Regions from separate parts of the Mus musculus genome. Here region 2 is linked to region 1. A link is a contact called in public HiChIP or PLAC-seq data. All regions are on one chromosome and are shown on one strand. The core of a region is the stretch at or near the end of the contact, and the rest is flanking DNA. Distances in the headings are between cores, read along the strand shown.

The links. HiChIP or PLAC-seq counts read pairs in DNA pulled down with a chosen protein or histone mark.
Region 2: an H3K4me3 HiChIP or PLAC-seq map of bone marrow-derived macrophages shows a contact between it and region 1, with 3 times the contacts expected there. The contact joins the enhancer-like site here to the promoter of Manbal in region 1. A contact is called at or near these places in 7 of 39 promoter capture datasets (3T3-L1-derived adipocytes, the HPC-7 cell line, cranial neural crest and 4 more), 2 of 15 datasets of contacts at CTCF or cohesin (the NIH/3T3 cell line and pro-B cells), 21 of 484 Hi-C or Micro-C datasets (the G1E-ER4 cell line, the HPC-7 cell line, common lymphoid progenitors and 12 more), 26 of 115 datasets of contacts at active chromatin or transcription factors (CD8 T cells, the HPC-7 cell line, T-cell acute lymphoblastic leukemia and 19 more) and 2 of 9 other capture datasets (adipose tissue and pancreatic islet).

The regions. Positions count from the first base shown.
Region 1 is chr2:157,365,338-157,370,216 of GRCm38.p6, reverse strand. Manbal (mannosidase, beta A, lysosomal-like) reads right to left here and starts at 2,623. Exons shown (of 3, transcript NM_026968.3): 1 at 2,577-2,623.
Region 2 is chr2:157,400,196-157,405,074 of GRCm38.p6, reverse strand. No RefSeq gene overlaps it. Among named protein-coding and RNA genes, the nearest start is that of Src, 22 kb to the left of the region's middle. Within about 2 kb of position 2,029, at least 2 of the 459 cell types and tissues checked have an H3K27ac peak or open chromatin away from gene starts, as enhancers often do. A contact at or near this core is called in bone marrow-derived macrophages, where this site is marked.

The DNA.
Region 1 (4,879 bases), core at 1,374-3,873:
TTGGGAGGCAGAGGCAGGAAAATTTCTGAGTTTGAGCCCAGCCTGGTCTACAGAGTGAGTCCCAGGACAGCCAGGGCTACACAGAGAAACCCTGTCTCGAAAAACCAAAAAAACAAAACAAACAAACAAACAAACAAAAAAACAAAAAAAAGTTCCTGTACCCACCCACCAACACTAGAAAAGGAGATATTCTGTTTGTTTGTGACAGAGTCTCACTATGAAACAAGACATGTAGACCTCTAAGGCCTTGGACTCCCAGAGTTCCCTCTGCCTCTGCTTCCCTAGTGCTAGAATCAAAGACTCCTGGGGAAAGAGAAAGGATGAAGCCCTTATGCAAGTCACTTTCTATGCAAGTGTAGAAAGATTTCATACAGTTTTTACAAAGTATCAGACCACCTTGCTGGGCAGACTGGAAGGAGGACCAGTGTGGATCAATGACAGGCAGGACCTCATCCTGCCAGACCTGCTTAGCTATGCATACCTCCACCTCTATTCAAGCCTAAACTCCATGACAGAATCTTGGGGAGGGACTTGGAAGCCAGAGGATCCTATTATTTGTTCCTTTTTCCAATGCGGGCACACCGAATACATCTCTTTTCTGATCTTCACTGCTAGTTATCTCATTAACTAAAATATTAGCAATCAGTAGCCAAATCTAGCTCGTTGGCACTGTCAGAGCCAAGTCTTTTACCCTAAAAACTTCAGTTAATAAAACCTTTCAAGAAGACGCTGCAGTTGCTTGGGACAGAATACAGTTTCTATCCCAACACTAGGGAGACAGACAGATCTCTTTGAGTTCTAAACCAGTCTGGTCTGTATGCTGAATTCCAGGCCAGCCAAAACTGAAACCCTGTCTAAAAATAAAGAAATATTTTAATGGCATATTAATCTGAAGTTATTAATTCTATCAATAATGATTGCAGGGAATATGGTCCTTAAGGGATCACATGGGTGGCTTTAATGCTCTGTTCCATCCCAGTATCATAGTTAATAATGGTGTCCTTTGGGGCACATAGAATTTGAAACACACTGGCAACATTTGATGACGTCCACACTGCTGGCGCTGCATCATCACATGCCTTCCAATTCCCCACTTGCTGGCACTTCAAAACTGCCTTCATGTGTTCTTCTGCTGGGACTATAGCAGAGACCTCCACACTGGCAGTGACGTCCGCTATGGAGATTTTGGTTTCAGAACGAATCCATCCCTAACCTGTGTGACCATCCCTTATTCCCAGGAAGTGGCTTTGTGCTCTTGTTTCAGGGGAGGCCTGGCTGAAGCCTTCACATAGCGTAAGGCAGTCTTTGTCCGTTTCTACTCACAAATTCGATGCCATCTCTATCCTAACTAAGTAAACATTTACTACACACTATGGCTGTAACCTTGGCAATGTGAGGTTCAAAAACAAAACTACCACTTATTGATGTTTCAGCAAAGTTCCCATGGAGCCCTCAAATTTGCTATGCAGCCCAGAACAGTATAGGCATGCTCTGCCCCACCCCCAGACTTAGGATGCAAGGGATAAAAACCAAGGCTTTTACACGCTGGGTAAGCCCTCTTCCAACTCAGCCATATCACCAGCTCTGATTTTTAATTTTGATTTTTTTTTTTTCGAGACAGGGTTTCTCTGTGTAGCTTTGGTTGACTTGGAACTTATTCTGTAGACCAGGCTAGCCTCCAACCCACAGAGCTCCTCCAGGATGGCCAGGGCTGCACAGAGAAACCCTGTCTTGGAAAAACAACAAAAATTTTGTTCTCACCAAATAGCTTAGCAACTTTAGCCTAAGAATCTTCCTTTAAAAAAAAAAAAAAGGCTGTTTAAAATAGCACCTTTTTCAGCAAACCCCAAAGGCTATCATTACTACTCTTGTGCTGATATGAGGGTTACACAGGCAGCTGTCCTACGTGACTAATGAGGGGGTAGCGTATACAGAGGGATACGCCAAGCAAGACGATGACCTACGTGTAAAGCAGGAAGAGGTAAAACTTCATCGTGCTACTATCTTAGGGCCGGGAAGAACAGTTCTGGGGTCTGAACATGGGACTCAAGCACGCTGGGTGAGTCTCCACTACTGAGCTACTCAAAACACACAAATTCAAAGCCATGCGCGGTTTGTTTCTGGAGTCTTCCACTTTCTATTTCCAGGTGTCAGGTCACTGGAACCGCAGACACCGGGGAGGCTATCGCATTCCCCATCCCTTTCTCTGGCAGTTTTCTCTCAAGCACACACTGCAACTAAGCACTGATACGCTCCCGGCCTTCGCATCCTCCGCACAGGCCCAAGGGAGCCTTCTGCGGGGAAGGAAAGTGACCGGGAGAGGAAGATCGAGATGCCCGAGGTAACACAGCCATCCAGGGCACACCCGACAAGCCAAGCCCCGGCTGGTCCCGGCGCAGGGCAGGCTGGGCCCTGGCCCTGCACAACCCTCGCGAGGGCCCCAGTCTCCTCGGAACGCAGACTGCCTTTACAGATAACTGCCCTCCGCAACCCCGGAAGCCGCTGTAACCCGCAACGCCGCCCCGATCCCGCCCGCCGGGAAGCCTCGGCCGGGTTATCCGAGCCTCAATACTTACCTCCCGGAACGCCGCGCCGCCGCACCGGAAGTGATCCCTCGTGACCCGGAAGCGATGTGCTGGGAGCAGCAGCAGATTCCGCTCAGCGGGTTTTACCAGGTCCACCGCTTCCTCGCCGTCTTCCTCCTGCTCTCCCCTAATTAGACACCGAAGGTTGAAGCTTTAATGAATTTTTTATTTGATTTGAGACAGGGTCTCAACAGTGTAGCTCTGACTGGCCTCGAACTGGGGGCAATTCTCCTGATTACAGCCGGTCTCCCCCCAGTTTAGAACTCAGTTCTAAGTCTGAGCCAGAAATCTACAATATAAGGGGTAGGACAAACATTACCATGCTATAATTCAGACAAAAACAAATCACCATAATAAATTAAAAAGAGACCAGTGAACATCTCTGCTTCCATGGAGTTTATAGTCAGTAAGTCACATAATAGATAGGGAATCCTTAATGCGATAAATGTTTGGAAGGCAAAAATCAGCATTGAAATAAGTGCGGCAGACCAGTTAGGAATGGAGTTTAATGGGCAGTGATGTGATTGGTGCCTGATAGTCAAGCCTTCACAGTCTCCCACGCTGACCAATGTGACCCATAGAATTTTGGGGAAATACTGAGCTTGAGTTCCGAGATTAAGACAGAAAAACATTGTGACTTCCTCTTTCCTCGCTCTTGATCATTCCTGGGAAGTCCCGCAGAGTGAGATTCACGTGGGCAGTTATCAAGCCTCCAGCCAACGAACTCAGCTTGGCAGCCAGATAAACTATCTCTAGGTCAGCTGATGTGGCCCTGACCCCTAAATCCTTTAATTATGTGTGCCACGGGTGGGTATTGGTGTGGGTACGGGTGTGGCATATGCACTCACATGCATGTACCTATGGCTGCTGAGGCCAGAGTATATCACGTGTCTTGCTCTATTATAGTCCACCTTATTCCCTTGAGATAGGGAAAGCCGCAGGGATCCCGTATCCATCCTCTCCTCTCCTCTGCCTTGGACTGGCGTTAAAGATGTATGAGTGACCATGCCTGGCTTTTTACTTTGGGTCTTTGAGACCTTCATGTTTAGTCAATAAGCACTCTCACTCACTGAGCCATGCCCAGCCTCAAAATCAATTGTGTAGATGGATTTTGGGTTGTTTGGTTTTTTGTTTTTGTTTTTTCCTTTTTCTTTTCTACTTCTGAGGCAGAATCCTCAAGCGTGCTGCTCCAAACTCCTGCTGCTGTGAGGTCCTCCCAATGGTAGACATAGACGGTCATCGACAACCCAAGCCAAAACAAACTTGCAAAGTTTCTTCTATCGGAGCCTAACAGCAACAAACGAGTAACTAGGGACTGGAGAGAGGCTCAGTGGTTAAGTGTGTCTGCTGCTCTTCCAAAAGAACCTGGGCTTGGTTCCTAGCACCCACATAATGGCACAAAATCCTTTATAACACCAATGTCAGGAAACCAGAAGCTTTCTTCTGGTCTCTGTGTACCAAGCACACATGTGATACAAATACATACATGCAGACAAAACATTATATATATTATATATGTTATGTTATATTATATATACATACACACACACACACACACACACACACACACACACACATATATATGGTCTGGAGAGAACAAATATTTAATACAGGACTTGCCCTAAAAGTGCCCAATATGTATGGATAGATAAAGACAGTCATTTTTGCTTGAGCGTTTTTTATTTTTGAGACAGGGTCTCACAGTGTCATCCTAGCTGGCCTGGAACTCTCTATATAGATATATAGACCAGGTTAGCTTTGAACTCACAGAGATACGTCTACCTCTGTCTCCCTAATGCTGAGATTAAAGGTGTGAGCAACCACACCCAGAAAAAAAAAAGATGTTTTATGAATTCTTTACCCTCTATTCAAAGATATATCAGAACTTAACCTCTACTGTTCCAGAATGTGATTCTATTTGGAGGCAGGATTTTTGTGGGGGAAGGGGTTGCAGTGAACCTTATGGACGGTGTTCAAGAGAATAGGGCTCCCTAAGCCCCTCCCCTTCTTCCACGGGTCTAGGATAGAAACTGTGATGGGTCTTAGTGCTGGGGCTGAGTTGGGACAGGGACTCCTCAGCAGCCTAGGGCCTCTCCCTCTCCTGTGCTTCCTGGGGTTGGTGATCCGGGCCTTTTTACTCTTTGGAGGCCATATAGACCATGAGGTCTGCCACCTTTTGCTGTATTCATTGTCGTGATAGGAAATGAGCTTTACTAAGTTACGGAGTGAGGATTTTCATAAAAGTAAATCAGCTGGACATGGTGGCTCACACCTGAAATCTCTGCACTTGGGAG
Region 2 (4,879 bases), core at 780-3,279, 35 kb before region 1:
GCTCTGCCTCCATTTCCTGAGTACTGAGATGACAGAGGTGTGTGCCACCATGCCTTCGCCAATTCTGTTTTTGATAGCACCTGGCATGTTTCTGGTTGTTTTGCTTGGTTTCTGTTTTTAGAATGTGTCTTGCTACATAACCTGGCTAGCCTGAAACTCACTATGTAGACTAAGCTAGCCTCAAATTCCACCTGTCTCTGCCTTCCAGTTGCTGGGATTAAAGGCATACACCACCACCCCTGGCTATTTCCAGTTTTTAACTTTTATCAATAAAGCTACCATGAACATTCCTACTGGAATTTAGCACAAGACTCTGTGGATAGCTGTGTTCACTTCCCTAGGGTGATGCCCAGGGGCAGAATGCAGAGCTGGGCGGCCTGTGTAGCAGCCTGGAACTCCCCTGTGCTTTTCCAAGGTTACTGTTCTCCTCATCCTCCTGCCGGACACACCAGCCTCTCCATATGGCGTGTTCAGTCTTTTTGACTCTCTTCAGTCCGGAGGCTAATGGACATTGTGGTTTTAATGTGTATTTCCATGATGACTAGCAGTGAACTCTTTTCTCACACTTATTTAGAACTCGTGTGCATGTGCAGGCCTAACATGCATATTTATGTGTGCATAGGTGTATAGGTGCGTGTGTGCATGCACATTTGTGTGTGTGTGTGTGTGTGTGTGTGTGTGTGTGTGTGTGTGTGTACATGGAGACTGAAAAACACCGCATCCACTCTGCTTATCTGGGTGTTAGGGATCAAATTCAGGTCCTTTCCTTACACTTTACTGAATGAGCTAGAACTTGGCGGGCTGGAGGTGCACCTGCCTGTACATGTGTGTGTGAGCGTCACAGATTAGGGCTGGAGAAATGGCCTAGTGGTTAAGTATATACTGCTCTTCCAGAGGACCCAAGTTCAATTTGCAGCACCCACATCAGGTGGCTCATAGTTGTAACTCCAACTCCAGAGGGATCTAGATACCTCTGGCCTCTGTTGGCACATGCACTCATGTGAACACATCCACACAGAGACATAAAAACATAACTCAAAATAATAAAAAATAAATCTGCATGTAATGAGCATAGTAAAATATGCTTTTTAGACATGTAAAGATAACTGAGTCAAGACCCCTACTGCACCCAAGGCTGCACCTGATAACCAGAACCCAGTGACGTCACTCACTCAAGGTAAACAGGCAGAACCCTAGAGACCCCATGATGCCCACTGGACAGTATAGAAGCAGAGACTAAGAGCAATGCTCTGCTCTGCACATCTGGAGAGACACCACCTTGATCTGCTCTGCAGCTGGAGCGTCTCCCTCAGGATCCTGACCCTGGAGTCAGAGACTTCTGTTAGAGACTGGACCTGACCTTCAGCTAAGATATACCACACAGGAGAGCAGCCTTGGGGAGACAGGCCCAGGACTGAGTTAGGAATTCAGAGTGTGGACGTTGTGTGACGACCCTCAGCATAACAAAACATAACTTTTGTTATAACAACTACTCACACCTACCTTCTTGCTTGAAACAGAAAGTCATGGATTAGTGTTGATTGTCTTCTTTTTCTCCTGTTTAGTTTTTGAGACAGGGTCTCTCACTGAGCCTGGATCTCACTGTTTCTGCTATATTAGGGGCCTATGAGCCCCACCATCTTGTCTTCCATCCACTCTCTCATCTACCCTGGATACCAGGGCTACAAGCACTGCCATGCCTCTTTTTTTCTCTTACCTGATGCTGGGGATCTGAACTCCGGCCTCCCTGGCCCAAGTGGTTTGTTGTTGCTTTGAGTCAAGGTTTCATGAAGCCCAGACTGGCCTTGAATTCACAATGTAGTCACGGGTGACGTTAGTTTCTGATTCTCACGTTTGCGCATACCAGGTGCTGGTATTAAGGATCGGGCCTGAATTACCACGCCTGTAATCTTTGAGACTAAGGGTCCAAAGTGGGTCTCTGTGGATGAAAAATCAAGATGTTTGCTTTATCAGGAAGAAACTTCCTCTGTGGGGTGCTGGGAATTCTATACCTCATCTTATGACCTCCTCAGTCAGCCCACGTTCCTTGCTCATAGCTCCAACTTCTGCTTCTGGGTCACATCCTCTCTGACATCAATTTTCCTTTCTCCTTCTTTTTTTTTTGTAAGGATTCTTGTGATTCAACTGGGCCTAGGCTTTGGGAATTAGAACACAGATGTTTTGGGGGCATCTTATCTAAGTGAAGTGGGAACACGAGGCAGAAGAGGCCTTAGGTGGGGTTGCCTGGCAACTTGGAAGATGGAAGCCAGTAAAAATGGGGTAGAGTTGAGGAGAGGTCAAAGGACGTAAAATGTCCCTCAAAGCTTCTGTGAGTTCCAGTGAGAACTTTGGCCATTACCTGCCATGGAAGTAGGTAAGAGACATGATCGCAAAAGTTAAAAAAAAAATCTCACATCTATCTATCTATCTATCCATCCATCCATCTGTATACATATTATCTATCAATTATCTATCATCTATCTATCTCTATCTGCCTTCCTATCATCTATCACCTATCTATATCTATTTGCCTATCTATCTATCCATCCATCCATCTACCCATCATCTATCATCTACCTATCAACTATCAGCTATCTATATCTATCTGCCTAGATATCTATCTATCATCTATCTATTTTTCTGTCTGTCTATCATCTATCTCTATCAGCCTACCTACCTTTCATCTATCTCTATCTGCCTACCTATCATCTATCTATCATCTATCCATCATCTACCTATCACCTATCTTATCAATCTATCCATCCATCTATCTATCCATCCATCCATCCATCCATCCATCCATCCATCCATCTATCTATCTATCTATCTATCTATCTATCTATCTATCTATCTACCTACCTACCTACCTATCTACCTATCTATCTAATTTGAATGAAGAGGAGACAGGCACACACACAGTAGAAGTCAGAGGACAGCTTGCTGGAGTTGGTTCTCCCTTTCCACCATGTGTTTCCCCAGGGATCAAACTCAGGTAAGCCTTGGAACCAAGCACCTTTACCTGCAGAGCCCTCATGCTGGCCCAATCTCTCTCTCTCTCTCTCTCTCTCTCTCTCTCTCTTTCTCTCTCTCTCTTTTTCTTTTTTTTTTTTTAAAGATTTATTTATTATTTATTATATGTAAGTACACTGTAGCTGTCTTCAGACACTCCAGAAGAGGGAGTCAGATCTTGTTACGGATGGTTGTGAGCCACCATGTGGTTGCTGGGATTTGAACTCTGGACCTTCGGAAGAGCAGTCGGGTGCTCTAACCCACTGAGCCATCTCACCAGCCCTCTCTTTTTCTTTTAGGTAGGGTTTCTCTGTATAGGCTGTCTCTCTCTTTCTCTCTTTCTTTCTTTTAGATAGGGTTTCTCTGTATAGGCTGTCCTGGAACTCACGCTGTAGACCAGGCTGGCCTCGCACTAAGAAATCTGCCTGCCTCTGCCTCCCAAGTGCTGGGATTAAAGGTATGTGGCACCCCTGCCCGGCCCAATCTTACAATTTTTAACAGGTTGTTGCCAGCTGCTATGTTGAGAACAGACTACCTGTGAGGAGGTTGTTCAATATTCAGGCTGAGATAACTGTAGGCCAGACTTCAACAGTGGCAGGAAGTGGTGAGATGGGGGATCATTCTAGATTTTGAGCTGCAGGGAGATACTTAAAGATCAAACAAGAGAGGGGAGTCAAGGGTAACTCCAAGGTTTTTTTTAAGATGTTTGGCTCAATGGGATACAGCTTTTTGCTAGCAGACCATGAGCTTACCATGTACAAAGCTCTGAGTTCAAATGCTAGCAACCCTTGCTCCCAAAAAGATACTTTTTATATTGATATGTTCTCTAGTACTGTAACAAAATACCCTAGACAGGCTACTTTAAAAAGAAATTTATTTAGATCACAGTTTAAGCCTGAAAATCCAAGATTGGAAGGAATAGCTCTTGCAGCCCTTGTGGGTTCTGGAGAGAAATTTGGCCTTTATCCAAATAAGACAGGGTTGATGAGAGATGTGATCTCTCAGTTTGGCTTCTGCCTAGCGCTGTAGCTGGTAACATCAAGAAAGGATCATGCTGCCAGGCGTGGTGGTGCACGCCTTTAATCCCAGCACTTGGGAGTCAGAAGCAGGCAGATTTCTGAGTTCGAGGCCAGCCTGGTCTATAGATTGAATTCCAGGACAGCCAGGGCTACACAGAGAAACCCTGTCTCGAAAAACCAGAGAGAGAGAGAGAGAGAGAGAGAGAAAGAGAGAGAGGATCGTGCTTATGAACATGGGTTTGTCTCAACAGATGTGAAATGAGTCCCCCTTCCACCCACAGTGTGGAGACAGAAACACTGAAAGAAGTGAAAGGGGACCTCCCCCACTTACAGCCTATGCAAATTCCATCATGAAATACAGTCTAGTTATATGTTTGCGTGAGTGTCTTTGTGTGGGCACGTGCACCTGAGTCCGGGTGCCATCAGAGGCCAGAACTGGGTGGCCAAGACCCCCTGCAGCTGGAGCTGACGATTGTCTGACTGGATGTTGGGAACTGGACTCAGGTCCCTGAGCCATCTCTCTAGCCCATTAAGAGAGATTACAGTCTAAAACATAAAGCTTGAGAAAGGGAAAGAGAAAGAAGAAAGAAGGAGGAGAAGAAGGAGAAAAGTCCCTTGACATTAGCCTTGGCAACAGGTGTTTGTTTGAGACAGGGTCTCTCTCACTATGTAGCCTTGGCTGGCCTGGAGCTGCCGTGGTGTATGTAGACCAGGCCGTTCTCAAATTCATAGAGATCTGCCTGCCTCCTGCTCCTGAGTTAAAAGTGTGCACCACCATGCCTAGCGTCTCTCTTTCTCCTTTTTGGATACAACAGTAAAGCACACATGGCAAGGACCACGCACACACGTGC